2 separate regions of the Sus scrofa genome follow, and region 2 is linked to region 1. The links are chromatin contacts, called in public promoter capture Hi-C maps. All regions are on one chromosome and are shown on one strand. Each heading gives the region's core, a stretch centred on a gene start, on an enhancer-like site or on the middle of the called end of the contact. The rest is flanking DNA. Distances are from core to core; before and after follow the strand shown. Region 1 holds the start of PUF60 (poly(U)-binding-splicing factor PUF60). Region 2 holds the start of TSTA3 (GDP-L-fucose synthase).

What was found. Promoter capture Hi-C pulls out the DNA fragments that hold promoters and counts their contacts.
Region 2: a contact with region 1 is called in a promoter capture Hi-C map of fetal skeletal muscle, with 4 times the contacts expected there. The contact joins the promoter of TSTA3 here to the promoter of PUF60 in region 1. A contact is called at or near these places in 2 of 5 promoter capture datasets (fetal skeletal muscle and liver) and 2 of 2 datasets of contacts at active chromatin or transcription factors (alveolar macrophages and skeletal muscle).

What each region holds. Positions count from the first base shown.
Region 1 is chr4:807,982-814,450 of Sscrofa11.1, reverse strand. PUF60 (poly(U)-binding-splicing factor PUF60) reads right to left here and starts at 2,314. Exons shown (of 10, transcript XM_021090445.1): 1 at 2,087-2,314. The coding sequence starts at 2,110. NRBP2 (nuclear receptor-binding protein 2) reads right to left here. Exons shown (of 20, transcript XM_021090472.1): 20 at 6,420-6,469.
Region 2 is chr4:946,429-952,297 of Sscrofa11.1, reverse strand. It overlaps TSTA3 (GDP-L-fucose synthase), which reads right to left and starts at 1,351. Exons shown (of 11, transcript XM_021090527.1): 1 at 1,187-1,351; 2 at 72-228. The coding sequence starts at 217. ZNF623 (zinc finger protein 623) reads left to right here and starts at 1,388. Exons shown (of 2, transcript XM_021090510.1): 1 at 1,388-1,553. LOC102165528 (a long non-coding RNA gene) reads right to left here. Exons shown (of 6, transcript XR_002343676.1): 3 at 5,756-5,869; 4 at 5,291-5,404; 5 at 4,422-4,622; 6 at 2,438-2,657.

The sequences.
Region 1 (6,469 bases), core at 1,065-3,564:
GGCCACCCCATCCCACGTTCCACAAGAGCCAAAGCCACAGCTTAGGTCAGCAAGCCAGCACTGCTCAGTATGCATGCGCCATAAGCTCTCACCATGCTCGAAAGGACAGGAGCGAAAGAGGCGACCCTTCTAGAAACCTATCCATTCAAAACGATAGAAGAGGAACATGTCGGACCATAGGCCGGACCTCATTCCCAGAAGCAGATGAGCTAAGCCTGGGCCTTTACAGTGAACATGTGCTTATTAACACAGGTACGTTAACCTCTTGAGAGAATGAGGATAGGCAATGAACACCTTTACTGAAAACCCCGAGGAGTTCCTGCTGTGGTGCAACGGGACTGGCAGCATCTTGAGAGCACTGGGACGCAGGTTCCATCCTTGGCCAGGCACAGTGGGTTAAGGATCCCATGTTGCCACAGCTGTGGTCTAGGTGGCAACTGCAGCTACAATCTGATCCCTGGCCTGGGAACTCCATATGCCAAGGGGCAGTCAGAAAAGAAATAAAACCCCTGCACATGGGATTCAGACTCACTGCCCACATCCACTCCTGTGACTGGCCCAATGCCACCGCAGAGCTAAGCTCCAACTCACCCTCAGTCCCCCAACAAGAAGTCCTGCAGGCTCCAGCCTCCGGCACCCACCAAGGCCAGGGCTCAGCGCTGACACAGGTCTGTGGATGCTCGGGCATGAGGCACCCCCTCACTGGCATCTCCGCCTCCCACACCTTCCCCAGAGTTATGGTCCTTGTCTCCAAGCCTCCCTCTTTCCCATCACCCAACTCTGGGGCCTGGGCAGTCGCCGAGTCCGCAACCTCCCTCTCTTTTTATCTCTAACTTCCCTACAGAGGCAGGTGGCCCCTGTGACTTCAAAGGGAAGCAGCACATGGTACAAAGAGGACAGTGAGGTTGGCCAGACCTCAGAGCCTAGGGCCTCTCTCCTACTGGGAGCTTCCGCCCCAGTGGCATCAGCCCCCAACTCGGGGCTTGATCAAGACAGTCTAAGTACACTCCTTGACCCTCAGATGCCTCCCTGTCAGTCCAGCCTTTGGCCACTTACGGAAGTTAGCTTCTCAAACAGACCTCTCCACATCCCCAAGCATGAGTTAGAGGAGGGCGGCAGGTAAATAAAGGGATGCAGCGTCTTATGAAGAGTCTAGGGGGTAGTCAGTGGCACCAGCCTGGGAGAAAGAAGAGTGAAAGGGACTCCACCACGCAAGTGCTGCGTGACCGGGGTGGTCCATCTACGCTAATCATTCCGGGAGGCGGTCGCAGGTGAGCACTAAGCACCGCAGGAGCTCCTTCCTCCAGGTGCCCGCCCCCAGCATGGCTCCTTTGGGCACCCAGTATATGAGCACCCTGGATAAGAACTGGTCTCCAGTGTCCACTAAACTCCTGTACAGGGTTAGGACTGCCTCTGGTTCCCTACTGTTCCCCCAAATCCTTGCGCAGCGCTCGGGACAAAGTAACTGCTTAGGAAACATGTAATGACGGGCCACGTCTTCCCTTCCTCGGAGAGGAGTGTAAGCCGGAGGCCTTGTTAGCTGGTAACCATTCCGTGAGCGGGGAGCAGTCACAGCGGTGTACGCAAGAAGCCAAGGTCTCCCTCCTCGCCAAGCCCGAATCCCCTCCTACAGGCCCCCGCACGCCGGGGCGGGAGAGACGCCATCATTCCCAGGAGCCCCGCCTTCAAGTCGGGGACAGAGGCGCACCCCGTCGGCAGAGGGGGACCACGGCCGCCTGGCTCCGCCATGACGCCGCCCGTCGGGGCCTGGCCGGCCCACCGTAAACAACCCTGGCTCGGCGCGCGGCACAGCGCCTCGCCGCGCCCGGTACCCTACCGCGCAGGGCCCTCCCGCGCTCGTTGCCGGAAGCTGCAGCCTACGGGCCGGAAGCTGCGGCCACGGGCCGGCCTCCGCCTCGCGCCCGCCCCGCCCCGCCCCCGCCTCGCGCGGCCGAAGGCCGCAGGAGCTCGCGTGGGGCCCTGGAGCGACCGCTGCGTCCCCGGGGGGGCCCTAGGCGCCCCGGGGGGGCCACCAACCCGCTCCCGCCGTCTGAGCGGCGGCCCGCGGTCAGGGGGGCTCACTTACTAGCGCTATGGTCGCCGTCGCCATCTTGCGCCCGTCGCGGCCGCCGCGCGCGCGCGCACACGCTTCGGCTCCTGCCGCGGTCTCGCGCGACCTGGGCGCCGGCGGAGGCGCTCTCAAAAGGACGGAGCTCTCGCGATAAAAGTCCCTTTTTCCCCAGCGGCGTGTAAGGAAAAGAAACGCACTTCCGGGGCGGGGAGGGACAGTTAACTCCCCGGGAGAAGCAGCCGGAAGGGGCGGGGCTGGGCCGGTATCGGGGACGCGCGCCGCCGCCCGGGCCTCGCTCTCCACCAGCCCCGCCCTCCGCTGGCCTTGGTCCGTCCCGGCCCGCCCCTCGCTCCGCCCCCTGCCGCCGCTCGGCTTCTCTGCCTCCTTCTCTGGAAAACCTCGGTGTCAGCCCGCAGGGCGGCACGCACCCCCTCCAGGGCTTCAGTTGAAAGAGGTGACAACGCCCCGTATCAGACTCAGATTGCGAGATGCATCTTCTTTCCATCATCCCTCTCTGAACGCGCCTACCAGAGGATGGTGTGTCTTCATCCAACTGGCAGCATTTTCTTTCCTAGTGATTCATAAAACAGCAGTGCATCTTTTTTTTTTTCTCTTGTTTTATTATTTAATTTTTTTCCCTCTGTACAGCATGGGGACCAAGTTCCTCTTACATGTATACATTTCCCCCCCCCACCCTTTGTTCTGTTGCAATATAAGTAACAAGACACAGTTCTCAATGCTTCTCAGCAGGATCTCCTTGTAAATCCATTCCAAGTTGTATCCAATAACCCCAAGCTCCCGATCCCTCCCACTTCCTCCCTCTCCCCCCAGGCAGCCACAAGTCTGTTCTCCAAGTCCATGATTTTCTTTTCTGTGGAGATGTTCATTTGTGCTGGATATTAGATTCCAGTTGTAAGTGATATCATATGGTATTTGTCTTTGTCTTTCTGACTCATTTCACTCAGTATGAGAGTCTCTAGTTCCATCCATGTTGCTGCAAATGGCATTAGGTCTTTCTTTTTTATGGCTGAGTAGTATTCCATTGTGTGTATATACACCTTCCTAATCTAATCCTCTGTTGATGGACATTTGGGTTGTTTCCATGTCCTGGCTATTGTGAATAGTGCTGCAGTGAACATGCGGGTGCATGTGTCTCTTTTAAGTAGAGTTTTGTCCGGATATATGCCCAAGCAGTGCATCTTAATTAAAGCTGATGGCCCCATAGAGTCAGTGTACAGTCGTCAGAACTGCAACCCAAGAGATATGTTTGTGAGCCAATCCCATGGGCAAGGTATGCGCTCAGACTCCCCTTAGTTCCTGAACTATGTTTTAGAGGCTCCAGGTGTCCCTCCGTGGCTCTGGGTGCCCTGGGCGTTTGCTGCATGCCACACCCATTCCAAGACCCTGACTCAGTGAAGCTCCGGCCATAGGGTTGTCAGCCTAGTGACTTCAGGTGTCCTGAGGAGCTGGGTGTCTTTCTGGAAAGTGCCTCTTCTCAACGCTGGGAGTTTAACGTGAAGTACAGACACCGCTAGTTAAACGTGACAGTGTTGTCCTCCTCTCCCGGCTCTCTGAAGTGGTGAGGAGAGGATTTTGTAAAGGCGGAAACCCATGAAGGCGGAGGTGGACTACTGTGGAGCTGGAGGCAGGGGACCATGGGAGCTGCTTAAGTGCACTGGAGTCAGTGCCCAAAGGATCATTGTGAAAGTCAGTTGTAACCCGGAGACCAGGCCGACCTCAGTCCCTGCCCGAAGTGATGAGGAGGTGAGCTCTCGAGGGCCTTCGGAGGAGACGTCCTGTTCTGGAAATGCGGGCATCATGGAGATTCCTGCCCTTTCCACCGCCTCCACTCCTGGCTCCGAGTCTGGCCCCAAGCACGTGCCACCCACAATTCTCAGAAGAGCATCTCTGCAGCAGCTCCCAACACAAAAGAAAAGACTGGCCTCGGGGGGTGGTCAGGAGAATGGCCTGGCTGGATCCCTGACCTCAAAGCTCACCAGGCAATGAGCTCCAGCCACTAAGATCATCTCATCACCTTTTTTTTTTTTTTTTTTTGGTCTTTTTCTAGGGCTTCACCCACAGCATGTGGAGGTTCCCAGGCTAGGGATCTAATCGGATGTGTTGCTGCCAGCCTACCCCAGAGTCACAGCAACGCCAGATCCGAGCTGCGTCTGCGACCTACACCACAGCTCATGGCAACGCCGAATCCCTAACCCACTGAGCAAGGCCAGGGATGGAACCCACAACCTCATGGTTCCTAGGCAGATTTGTTAACCACTGAGCCACGACAGGAACTCCATCTCCTCATCTCATTCTTTTTTTTTTTTTTTTTTTTTTTTGTCTTTTGTCTTTTGTCTTTTTTGTTGTTGTTGTTGCTATTTCTTGGGCCGCTCCCATGGCATATGGAGGTTCCCAGGCTAGGGGTTGAATCGGAGCTGTAGCCACCGGCCTACGCCAGAGCCACAGCAACGCGGGATCCGAGCCGCGTCTGCAACCTACACCACAGCTCACAGCAACGCCAGATCGTTAACCCACTGAGCAAGGGCAGGGACCGAACCCACAACCTCATGGTTCCTAGTCGGATTCGTTAACCACTGCGCCACGACGGGAACTCCCTTCTCATCTCATTCTTAAATGCAACTGGGCAACCTGGGATCACCAGACATCTGAGGAAGAGGAAAAAACAAGAGAAGGAAAGGGAGTCAGAAGGAACAGAGCCAATAAAGCAAGCAGAAGAAGGAAAAAAGAAAAGCTAAAACCATATCCTCAGAGATATTCAAGAGGATGTTGCATCCAAAATCAAGAACAAGAGGTGAAAAAAAAGGACATTGAGCCAATAAGGACGAGCAGGAAGAGCCCCTCTAAATGAGAGCATGACAGTTAGACAGAAGGGCTGAAAGATCAAGTTGGAGTCTTCCAGAATGCATAACAACAAAATCACAGAGCCAGAAAGCAGAAAATGCAAGCATCACCACACCCGTCAGCATGCTCCAGTGCTTAGAGCTGGTCAAGTACCGCAGGGGCCTCCAAGACGGTGGCTGGATGAAGGGGTGGGTGTGGGGTGGACAGAAGCCCCACCCTCTGCGAAATCTGACAGTGGTGCATTCAGGGGGCTTGTGTGCCGGGCACTGTTCTCACTACCTTCCAGGGTGGGAACCGTTATCTCCATGTTTACAGGTGAGAAAAAGGAGGCACAGATGGGCAGACTGATATCACACAGCGGGAAGCAGCAGAGTGCTAAGGGCACAGAGCCTGTGTTCTCAGCACACGTTGCACCTCTCAGAAAACGCTGGACACCTAAGGAAGAGTCCCGGATAGAATGGAGAGGGGAGAAATCAGGAAAAAAAAAAAAAAAAAAAAAAAAAAAGCAAAGAAAACGTCCTAGAACTGAAGGGTTGGGCTCTCTGGACAATATATGAAAGGCTACGTCAGCACACATCCCAGAGAACTTCCAGGGCACTCAAGAGAAGGTTGAGAGAGCGCGAGAAGAAATCACAAAGGCTCTTCTTGATTCAGGAAGGCATGAAAGTTCTTGGGACTAGAAAAGAAATGACATGACACCCCCGCAATCCTAGGGAGAAAGAATCTTCCCAGCTTTGCACCCGGTTACACTCATAAGCAGATGCAGAAGGACAAAGAGGCAGAGAGCCTGTGGCTCCCCAGGCATCGTCTCTCGGACGCTGGCAGGCTGTCCCTCCTCAGGCAGAGAGTGAACGAGGGAAGAGGAACTCATGGGCCCTGACCAGAGAAAGGAGGGTGCCGCCGACAGCTGGGGCCCGGGCCCAAGGACAAGGAACCCGGGCAGAGGTCGCATGCCGGGGGCTCCAGGAAAAGATGAACGGTAGTCAATTAAGCAGCAGATCCCAGGTATTTCGAGACGGTTCACGTTTCTGCAGGAAAATCTAGGGAGCAGTCAGTGAGAAATATAGATCCTCCCCCCAGAGGCAGTCATTAACTCCTGGGAAAACACAGAGTTAGGTGAGAAAGCAAATGTAACACCGGGACACATTGCTCTCTGCTGAGATCGGTGGGAGTGAAGCTGTGACAATACCCATCACACCAGGTATGACGGCCCTTGTACTGGGACGATGCTGGGTAAGCAGGTCGAGGCCAGTGACCCCTCTTCCCCTAGAGGACACCAGCCATAAAAGCATGTGCATGCTTTTGCGAAATGCACCTCAAATGCCTGAAGAAACAGCTAAGAAAGTGGAGTTTGGAAAAGATCAGGGTTAGAGACTGTATTTATTACTGGCCTAAAAAAAGTTTCGCTTTCAAAAGAGTATGTATGTAACTCTGAAAAGACAAAAAGTGAAAATGAAAACCTGACAGAGACAGTCAATGCAGCAAAGATAGTACTGGTAGTTCGGTTTAATCACTGGTACAATCTGTTATGCATTT
Region 2 (5,869 bases), core at 102-2,601, 140 kb before region 1:
TCCCGGGCCCGGCCTGGAGCCCTCAGGCTGCAGTGGGCTTGGAGGGGTGCTTCGGGGACGAGCCCACTCACGTGAGGTCGGCATCCTTGGAGGAGACAAACACCCAGTCCTCTCCGGGCAGCCTGGCTCCATCTGCTACCACCTTCTGGATGGCTCTGCCCACCAGCCCGGAGCCCCCAGTCACTAGGATCCGCGTGGACCTCTGGGGCTCGCCCATGCTGGCTGCACCTGTAGGGCCAAATGGTGTGAGGCTGAGGCCATCATGCTCCCACCCAACAGGACCCACTCCCCCTGGACGCCCTGCCTGGGGACACTGCCCTCAGCGCTGGGCCCCGCTATGACTTCCCAGGGCTGGCCTGAGACTCCCTGGGGCGAGTGGCACCAACTGAAGTCACCAGGGAAGGGACACTGCCTGCTAGGGACTAAACAGACCCAGCTAGCCTGAGTCATTCCCTCCTCCCAGCCCAGATCCCCAGAGAGCCCTCTGCCTAGAGCTGCACCAGGGGCCCTGGGGCTACCGTCCAGCTAGGAGAGCCAGCCTCTGCCCTCCAAGCCCAATGCTGACCTTCACTGGGCCAAGAAAAGGAACATCCGGCTCCCTCCTGGCTGACAAGGTGGGGGGGCAGCCAACCTTGGGGCTGGGGGCTCCTGGCCTAGGCATTCTGCTCCCAACCTCCACTCACATATTCTAGACCGGGTAGAAGCGGCGCCCAGCCGGGGAAGGCTGGTCCGAGAGAGCCTTCAAGGGCCTGGTTCCTTGTGGACAAGTCACGCTTCTAACTCAGAAGTGGACAGACCTCAGGGCGCAACCACCTCTGAGGACTCTATCCTGGGGGCTGGAAATCTGCTCAGGCCCCTACTGTACAGCTCTGACCCCAGTGCAGGGGCCCGCGGGCATCCCCGACCAGAAGGCAGTCCAACAGCAGGCCCGCAGGTAGACCCCACCACATACTGCAGGAGCTTCCCACGCCCCCGGATCCCCTCCTGGGCTCCGGGGGCCCCCTCCACGCCCACCGGCATCTGGCAGCTGGGCCCCCTCCCTCACTCCCAGGCCTCTCTCAGCCCTGGCTCCGGCCACCCCTCGGGCACCCCTCAGGCCTCTCGGCGGTCAGGGGCACCCAAGGCCCAGGCGCCGGCTCGCCACGCCACACCCTCGGGGTCCCCTTGGTACCCCGCGCCACCTCACCTGCACCCTTCCCCACCTTCCCCTGGCCGGGAGAGCGGCTTCCGGCGCGGGCCGACTCTCCAGCCACGCGGCGGGACCGGGGAGGGGGCGGGACCAGGGGGCGCCCTCCTGCGGTCCTCTGGTAAATGGAGTCCTCGGAAGGCGCCCCGGGCGCTGCTGGGAAGTGGAGTCCAGGGCCGCGCAGCATCCTGGGAAGTGTAGTTCTCGCCGGCTCCGTGCGTCCCCGACCCCTCCCCACGCGGACCCGGACTTCGCCTTCACACAGCGGAGGCTCGGGAACGGAGGGGGCGATGGCAGGGCGGAGAAGCCGCACATCTCTGAAACGCCGCGGGCTGTCGGGGAGGAGTAGCGGCAGAGCCAACAACCGGTAAGAATGCGGGAGCTTCGACTCCTCATTGCTTTCCTAGGTCAAAAACCGCGTGTTTGTGAGAAGCAGTTGCAACTCTGATACTCTACCGGAGGACATTAAAAAGACAAAACATACTCCATGGAGTTCCCGTGGTGGCTCAGCCCTAAGGACCCCGACTAATGTCCATGAGGATTCGGGTTGATCCCTGGCCTTGCTCAGTGAGCTGAGCTGTGGTGTGGGTCGAAGATGCCGCTCGGACCCCCTGTTGCTGCGGCTGTGGTGTAGGTCAGCAGCTGCTCCCATTCTACCCTAGCCTGGGAACTTCCATGTGCCGCAACTGCAGCCCCCCCCCCCCAAAAAAGGAAAAAAAGAACACGAGACTTTCCTCCCTAAAGTGAGCCTCATGTAGTCGGTTTTGAAAGCTTAAGAACCAAATTGAGGTTTCACTGATGAAGAAGAAATTCGACCTCAGGACAGGAGCGCTGAAGTTCTCAGGTGGCAGGAGGTGATAGGATCTGGTGTTGTCACTGCCGCATTTCTGCACGGATTTGACCCCTGGCCAGAGAACTTTCATATTCTGCAGGTGCTGCCAGGAAGAAAAAAAAAAAATAGTAAAGGGAATCAAACAGGAGTTCCCTTCCTGGCTTAGCACTTAACAAACCTGGCTAGGATCCACAAGGATGCGGGTTCGATCCATGGCCTCGATCAGTGGGTTAAGGATCCAGCGTTGCTGTGAGCCGAGGGGTAGGTCGCAGACTCAGCTTGGTTCCCACGTTGCTGTGGCTGTGGTGTGGGCTGGCAGCTGCAGCTCCATTTCGACCTCTAGCCTGGGAACCTCCATATGCCACAGGTGCGGCCCTAAGAGGGAAAAAAAAAAAAAAAAAAGGAATCAAGCAGCACAGTAAGGATTATACACTATGCTTAAATGGGATTTATTTCTAAAATTCAAGAGATGGTCCAATATTCAAAAGAATAAATGTAGGAATTCCTGCTGTGGTACAGTGGGATCAGCGGCATCTTGGCAGCGCTGGGACGAAGGTTTAATGGCTGGTCCTGCACAGTGGGTTAAGGATCCCACTTAGGTTGAAACTGCAGCTTGCATCTGATCTCTGGGCCAGGAAGCTTAGGGGTGGCCAAAAATGAAAAGAAAAATCAATGTAATACACCACATTAATAGAACAAAGGAAAAAATACACTATCATTCTATTTTATTTATTTATTTATTTATTTTTGTCTTTTTGCCATTTCTTGGGCTGCTCCTGCGGCATATGGAGTTCCCAGCAAGGGGTCGAATCGGAGCTGTAGCCACCGGCCTACACCAGAGCCACAGCAACGCGGGATCCGAGCCGTGTCTGCGAGCTACACCACAGCTCACGGCAACGCTGGATCCTCAACCCACTGAGCAAGGCCAGGGATCGAACCCGCAACGTCATGGTTCCTAGTCAGATTGGTTAACCACTGCACCACGAAGGTAACTCCAACACACTATCATTTTAGTTGATACAGATAAAGCATTTGACAAACTCTAACACCCTTTCATGATAAGAACACTCAAACTAGGAATAAAAGGGAACTTCCTCAACTTAACAAAGAGCATTGATGAAAAAACCCGAACTGGAGTTCCCGTCGTGGCGCAGCAGAAACGAATCCGACTAGGAACCATGAGGTTGTGGGTTTGATGCCTGGCCTCCCTCAGTGGGTTAAGGATCTGGCGTTGCCGTGAGCTGTGGTGTAGGTTGTAGATGTGGCTGTGATCTGGCATTGCTGTGGCTGTGTCCCCTAGCCTGGGAACCACATGCCAGGGGTACAGCCCTAAAAAGACTCCCCCCCAAAAAAAGATGACGATGACGTGTTAAGGAAGCACATGCAGAAAGCGTTACGGTTTTTGTCGTTGAATCTGAGTCTCACTGACTTCTCTCTCAGTGGCGTACGTGTCTGTTCTCGATGTTCGCACAGTGCCTCTGAGGTTAGCCCTCGAGAGCTCTCTTGTTTTTCTTAGTTTGCAAGAAGGTCTTTCAGGATTGAGATCACATGTTTCTTTTGTTTGGGGACGTTTTCTCTACTTAAAGCTTTGAGTCTAGATAGCCTGGATGAAAACACTGTGGCCACGGGGGTACCCAAATCCCACACCCCCTTTCCATGGCCATTTTCCCTGGCGGCCTAAGGGTTCCTAAAGAGCCAAAATAAGAGGACTCCAAGATAACACTCCCTGTTATGTTTTACTTTTATATTTGCATTTTTTATATTTCCTCAATGGTCACGGGTTGCTTCGTAATTAGCTTATGGAATGTCGGAGCACATTTAGAGCCTCACTGTGCACGGGGACCCTCAGCCTCAGGGTGGGGGGCATCCAGGAATGCCAAGGGGTCAGTGGGAGATCCCGGGCACAGTGCCCTTCCCCCGAAGCTCAGGCAGCCTTTGCCAACAAACTTTCATCTCCTCCTGTGTGTTTGAGGACCACTGGCCTGACGCACTTCGTGTCCCTCACCTTCACCACCATGGGTGTGAGTTGTTTTCCTGTGATTATTTACAGAAGACATCCCTACTACGCAACCTTACTCTGTAAAGTTAAGAACAGTGGCTGAAAAAAGAACAGTTCAAACGAAAGGCACATTCTTAATGTTTCACCTTGCCCGACATAACCCAAAAGGCAGCTTACAGGAACGTGAAGCTGAGCGAGTAAAGCCTTCGGTGCTACAGGAGCACCAGGGCCGAGCGGCCTAAGATGGAAACATCCCATCCCGCTGCGGCAAATCAGCATCTGAAAACAGCGCCAGAACCAAATGAAGTCTAGAGTTGCGACCAGGTGCTCAGGGCTGCTGCGTGATCAAAGTCGACCCGAAAGCCCCGTAGCCCCTTCGGACCTCGAAGGCATTTAGAACACACCTGTGCTGAAAACAAAGCCCACGACCTACGTTTGAAGTTTTAAAATCTGGATGCCCTTGAAAACGGGCTTTCAGAGCATCCGTCTGTCCAGGGAAGTGCCACTGCCACGCCCGATCCGCAGGCCACCGGGTGATGCTGGCCCGAGCAGGCAGACCAGGGCGACCCGCTCGTCGTGGAGATGGCCGGACATGCCCACGCCAACTGCGGTGGAGAAACAATCCCGTCCCTCGTGCTGCTCCTGCTCTGGCGAGCTGGTTGGTGTGGGAACACAACCCCCCCCAAGACACACACATTTGCTGTCAGAAGTGTGGTGAGAAGTAGAGAAGGTTCCCTTTGGGGGGGGCAGATGGGTCCCCATTGTGCTTTGGTCACCAGCGGGCCATGACCTACCTAGGAAGCTGGATGTCGGGCCCAGCAATGTGAAATATTCTGGCTTTCACCCCTGTGCCTGAGGCCCATAGCACTGAGAACCCCACCCCTAACTTTCACAGCTTGAGCCAAGAGCCCCCCAACTTTGGCAAGGGTGGTTGGGTTCCTTGCAGTTGAGGGTTTTGATAGCTCATCCCATTGGGTTGCTGGGGGGAAAGTGAGGCACAATTTGTAAAGCGCCTGGCACAGTGCTGGCTCCCAGAAAGCCTCCCGCAACCTGTAATGACGGGGAGGCAACAACCGCAGCCTTTACTCCTTAACTGCTACCTGGCTGCCTGTTTGCCACAGGGTAGGTGCCCATTACCTGGGTGACCACACAGGATGAACCAACGAGAGTGCACTAGGACTCTGTGGCTGTCCTGTTCAGCTGCTCACAACTCCAGCTGCATATACTGACCGTACATACTGAACAGCCTGAGCCCATGGCTCCCCTCAGTCACCTGTGCCAGGGCCTCCCGGGGTCTCTCCTTCCTGGGCCCCCCACAGGTCCAAGCCCCAGGGCTGCTTTCCTTGCTCCAGCAGGGAGGCTGGATCTGGTTTGGATCCTGGGACTCCTGCCAGAGAGGAAAGGAGTGAGCACAAGCTTCCCTGCCCCAGAGGAAACCTGGGACTGTGAGGTGAGTAGGCCTTAGGATGCAGGCTTGGAAACAGGGCGGCTGAGGGACAGGGAGCCAGGAGGGATGTGGACTCAAGTGAGGTCTGCAGCTGAGAGAGAGGCCGCTCCACTCCCAGGACAACAAAGTGCGGGAGAGCCCTCCCTGCCCCCGGTCGCCTGGGCCTGGGAGCAGAATGTCCCAGCTCTGGTCTCCCAGTCACAGCCAGTCAGGCCCCTCTGGGATCTTCCCCAGTTCTGAATGGGGGCTGGGCGTGGGGAGGAGGGACAGCTGGGGGCTGAGACACCACACCTGAGGAGGCCGGGTTCCTGCGAGTCTCCAGCATCACCTCTCTAAACGCCCTCTCCCAGGTCCAGACGTGCCCCTTCTTCCTGGGAGAAGTGCGTAGCCACGTCCCCAAAGGTC